Regions from separate parts of the Salmo salar genome. Here region 2 is linked to region 1. A link is a contact called in public Hi-C data. All regions are on one chromosome and are shown on one strand. Each heading gives the region's core, a stretch centred on a gene start, on an enhancer-like site or on the middle of the called end of the contact. The rest is flanking DNA. Distances are from core to core; before and after follow the strand shown.

Region 1 (2,700 bases), core at 28-2,527:
TAGCTACCAAAACATGACGAAACCCTCAACTTAACTAACGTTATAGTTTCACAACAAATCAAAGTACAGGTTGGCCAATACACAAGAATAAAAAAGTACTTTGCTAACCTGGTTTGCTTGGTGACGTTGTCTGGCTAGCTGGCTGTAGCAACGTAACATGATCTCTATGGTAGCTAGCAACCAACTTCAATCCCACTTCTCCTGGCTAGAAAGTCGCTTTAATCAAATATTTTAGAATTATAACACGGATAGCTAACTAACGCGTTACATCCTCAAATAGCTAACGTTAACGCTTAATTGTCCTTCGCAACTTTACAGTACTCCGTTAGTCTAGGCTTATTGTCCACTTCAAAGTGATAGTTAGCTAAGGTAACGTTAGTTGGTCTGTGGGGCAAACTATCTGAGTCGGTTAACGTTAGTTTACGTAATAAGTTAGGTAGCTACTGTAGTTAGGCTACCTAGCTAGCGTTGATCATTTTTCCAACTAACGTTCGTTAGCTAGTTTTAACGTTACCTGTAACGGTAACTAAGGTTAGTTAGTGAGTCACTTGCTAACGTCAAATCATACCTAGCTAACTAACGATAGAAACGTTATATAGCTAGCTAACGTTTGTTAGCTGCGCGACCAAGAACGTTGGGACGGTTAAGTTAGCTAGCTTCGTGCTAACGCTAACTACCCGTGGTTTGTCGCTGTCGATGGTGTTGCAATTGCTAACGATAGGATATGAAGCAACATTAGTTATCTAGCTAATGCAAGTACAATTAAATATAGCTAGCTATTTAGACATAGCTATGAACTCCACATAAGTGTAAGCAAGCCTACCTCATAGGGTCAAGTATGATTTTGCAGCCCTCTTCCTCGTACGGTATGATTTGACTTCGTAGACTATTCGTTTGGGTTGCTACTTTAGCTAACAGTCCCCACGGTGGTGTGCAAGTTTAGCTAGCTAAAGCAACACAACCCAAATACATAAATGTAGTCCTCTCGCACTCGAGTGTCAACTGTGGATCGTTGGTTTCTGGTATTCCGTTTTCCACTGTCTAAAATGGGTAAACTAGACTTCTCTTTTTGCTAACAGTGGGCTACTCCACTTTGGAGTGTCAGGTTCCACGTTATACTGCAAAATCCATTGGCCAAAAGGTACACTGACCCTGGTTGATGTCAACTGCACGACACTTTGCTGATTGTTTGGTTTGTGGACGAGTAGAAGAGGCGCTGTGGCCAAATGGAAAACTCCAGTGTTGCACATTCTGGTTAGGCAGGTGATGTTGGTCGCGTGCTCCCACTAGCTTCAAGATAACCTCATTGCACTTTACTTCTTCATATGGCTTTGCGGCAGACTAGACTTTATGTTGCATATTGCTGCCTTTCACTGTTTGGAAAGTGCATAGCACATACCTAGGATAGGATAAAGTAATCCTTCTAACCCCCCCCCTTAAAAGATTTAGATGCACTATTGTAAAGTGGTTGTTCCACTGGATATCTTAAGGTGAATGCACCATTTTGTAAGTCGCTCTGGATAAGAGCGTCTGCTAAATGACTTAAATGTAATGTAATGTAAATGTAATTTGCTCACAAAATAAATGGGGGGAATGAAATTGCACTGCCATCTAACCCTATATATAGGGTGCAGGTGTTGTTTTACAAGTGGTCTGCCACTGCGGATGATCAGCTGTCCATCCTGTCTCACTGTAGCGCTGTCTTAGGCGTCTCACAGCGCAGACATTGCAATTCATTGCCCTGGCCACATCTGCAGTCCTCATGCCTCCTTGCAGCAGGTCCAAGGCACATTCACGCAGATGAGCAGGGACCCTGGGCATCTTTCTTCGGTGTTTTCCAGTCAGTAGAAAGGCCTCTTTAGTGTCCTAAGTTTTTATAATTGTGACCTTAATTATCTACCGTCTGTAAGCTGTTAGTGTCTTAACGACCGTTCATTAATTGTGTATGGTTCATTGAACAAGCATGGGAAACAGTGTTTAAACCCTTTACAATGAAGGTCTGTGAAGTTATTTGGATTTTTATGAATTTTCTTTGAAAGACAGGGTCCTGAAAAAGGGACGTTTCTTTTTTTGCTGAGGTTATATATACTTTTTCATGGTGCACGAGACACCAGTCTGATTCGCGCCTGTCTCAGTGGACTAATATAATACTCTAAAATATGTGCTACTGAAATTGTATATGGTTATATTATGTACGAACAATGGTGCAACTAGGGTTGCAAAATTACTGGAACTTTCAATAAATTCCCTGGTTTCCCCTAAATCTCGGTTGGAGGTGTGCCAGAACCAGGATGGAATAAGCAGGAAATCCGGAATCCTCCTACCAGGATTTTTGGGAAACCAGGGAATTGTAGTTAATTAGCTAGCTAGCCTAACTGTTAAATGTGCATGGGTTTATAAATCATCCATATATATCTACAGAAATAAGACAGATCCTGCTTCTGTTGCCTGTTTGAGAGTTTGTTTAATAGACTATTGATTCTGTGAGCTCTTAATTACTGGAACTTTCAATAAATTCCCTGGTTTTCCCTAAATCTCGGTTGGAGGTGTGCCAGAACCAGGTTGGAGTTGTGCCAGAACTACAGAAATAAGACAGACCCTGCTGCTGTTGCCTGTTTGAGAGTTTGTTTAATAGCCTACTGATTATGTGAGTTCTTAATTACTAAATCTCAGTTGGAGGTGTGTCAGAACCAGAATGGA
Region 2 (2,700 bases), core at 200-2,699, 170 kb before region 1:
GCCGATATTGGACTTGTACAAAGCAACTTGGTCAGTTTCTGCTTATGAAATATTGGAAAAATGCATAGAACCTCTTCAAATTAGTGTTAGGCTATAGCCCTATTAATTGTAGCCTTTGTGTAGCCCAGAAACCACCAAAACATACACACAAATAGGCTATTTTGGGTTAATACTTGCTAGCCTACAAAATTAGACACCACGTACCTGATCTGGTCTTCACCGCAACAGGTCCCTTGATTGTTGGTTAAGATGAACAGTCAAATAATTGCAAGAGAACCTGATATGCCCAAATGGTCAGCTCAGAAAAGATGATGCATTGGACGCTATTCCTATAATAACAGGCCCAGATGAATTGTGAAAAGCTTTTAATAAACTTGAATGTCGTGCTGTCATATCAGTGGGAGGAGGCACCAATTAAGTTACCTATTGGGTGACACAATCAGCTCAGCTGTCAATTCACTCAATCCATAGATTGAGGTGGGTGAAATGGGGAAAATATGCTAAAGTGAACATGGTCAAAATTGCGCACACTGGCTAAATAAATGTTGATGATTGTTGGATGATATCTACACAAAACGGTAGAAAGATAAGATAATACCGGTAGACTACTAGGCTAAGGTGCACTGCTCACATTGCGACATCTAGTGGTAGGCCATTCATTTGACAGACAACGGGTAGACTATATATTGGAATACTTTTCCTGGCATGCTGTACTGTATGAATGTGGATGTGCAACACAAATGCATACAATTTTGCGTGCATACAGTGCCTTATTAAATACGTATATATCCCCCTTAAAAACTCTATATTCTAGTAGCCTACACAAGCAACATATCTTATTTCAACTTCTGTGACGCTGTTGTATCCCGAATATCGGGTCGTCACCAGTTACCGAAAAATACATGTCTGTAACTATAAAGAACAAAGACAATTTCAACGATTTTACCGAGTTACAGTTCATATAAGGAAATCAGTCAATTGAAATAAATTCATTAGGCCCCCTATCTATGGATTTCACGTTGTCCGTACATTTGCCGCATTCAAAACTACTAGGAACTCCGAAAAACACAAGGTCAAATCATGACGTCAGTGATCTTCAGGTCGGAAAGTCGAAGATCTAGAAAGAGGCCCGAGTTCACCAATTGGAATTCCGAGTTGGATGACGGTTCAAATCAATTATTTCCAGTCGGAGCTCGTTTTTTCTGAGTTCCAGTTGTTTTGAACGCACTGAAGTTAGACATGTACAAGTTCCCAGTTGTTTTGAACCCGGCATTAGTCAGTACGGTGCATTCTACAAAAACTCGGACAAGGACCTCTCGTCTTCAAGGAGTCAAAAACCCAACATGAGCACGAATTAAATGAACAAGAAGCTCAATTTTAAAACCTATTTTCCAGGATTTGAGATAATTAACGTGTACTTTCGAGCAAAATAGGCAGGTTTCTCGACTCAAACCCTGACCTTTAGAAGGGATTACGCGACGACCAGTTTAGCAACCTGTGACGCAAACTGACAACATAAACGCGATTGGTCGACAGTCGGCTGGGCGGAGCGTTATACATTTCTCCATTCATTTCCTGTTGGTATATATGCCGCGTTCAAAACAACTGGAATCTCGGAAATCCCCGGCTTCCAAGCGTTCAAGATAACTCGGAAAAAATGAGTTCCGACAAGGAAAATTCGTTGTGAACTGTCACCCAACTCAGAATATCAAGCGGAAACACGGGCATCTTTCTAGACTTTCCGACCTGAAGTCAGAAGTTCGAGATTTCCGAGTACCTAGTTGTTATGAACGCGGCATTATCTCATTTTCTAATGTCTCTGGTCAGTCATATGACAAGGAAGAAAGGCAATCGGTGTTGTTGTTGGTTTATTAAATGGCCTGGGGTTATGAAATAATATGAACATGGATTAAAAATGAAATCACAGCAAGTTGCCTCGTCAACGAAACTGTTTGTCATGTAAAGAAAGGTGAGCTTCATGGCTAGCTAATGTTACACACTTTCCATCTGTCAAATCATGTGGTCTACCATTTTCAGCTAACTAGGCTTACGTTAACTTGACTGCCTAGCTAGTTAGCCAGAATCCGACTAGATGTTAATTACATTCTCTCTCTAGTCGTAACGCGGCGCGAGATATAATGTACCTCAATCCAGGGATGGGGGATGACACTGTACTCCTAATTATCCGAACTAACAAATCTAGAAGATTCAAATACAGCAAGTTTCTCGTCCGCATTTTAGGCTAGCTAATGCTATAGCAGCCCATTGGATTCCATGAAAATGCGACGTCTAGCGTTGGGGGTGAGTAGTTACCGGAAGGGTTGTCTAATCAAATGGGTTGCTGTAGCATTAGTTAGCCTAGTATGCTGGCAAAAAAACTAGCAGTCATTAAAGTCTAGCAGTATTTTAATCTTCTCTATTTGTCAGTTGGGATAATTAGGAGTGCACTGCCATTGAGGTACATTTTCCGTGCCAAATCTCACGCCGGATGCGCGTTGTCCTGATCGTGGCATTAGCAACGTTTCGACTAGACTAGAGAGATAATATGATGAACAGGGCCTAAAATTAACACCTGCCAAATGCGGGTAGATTTTAGCATTGGCGGGTAAAATGTATATTTCATAGCCACGTTGGCGGGTGGTCAGGGCTCTACAGTGCGAGCATTTCACTCGCATTTGTGAAAAAAATAGTATGATCACA

The links. A called contact is a pair of places that touch in the nucleus more often than the background predicts.
Region 2: a contact with region 1 is called in a Hi-C map of gill, with 3 times the contacts expected there. The contact joins the promoter of itpk1a here to the promoter of btbd7 in region 1. A contact is called at or near these places in 2 of 3 Hi-C or Micro-C datasets (blood and gill).

The regions. Positions count from the first base shown.
Region 1 is chrssa15:46,183,880-46,186,579 of Ssal_v3.1, reverse strand. It overlaps btbd7 (BTB (POZ) domain containing 7), which reads right to left and starts at 1,277. Exons shown (of 11, transcript XM_014145060.2): 1 at 824-1,277.
Region 2 is chrssa15:46,355,427-46,358,126 of Ssal_v3.1, reverse strand. itpk1a (inositol-tetrakisphosphate 1-kinase a) reads right to left here and starts at 1,449. Exons shown (of 11, transcript XM_014145058.2): 1 at 205-1,449. tmem251 (transmembrane protein 251) reads left to right here and starts at 1,656. Exons shown (of 2, transcript XM_014145063.2): 1 at 1,656-1,969.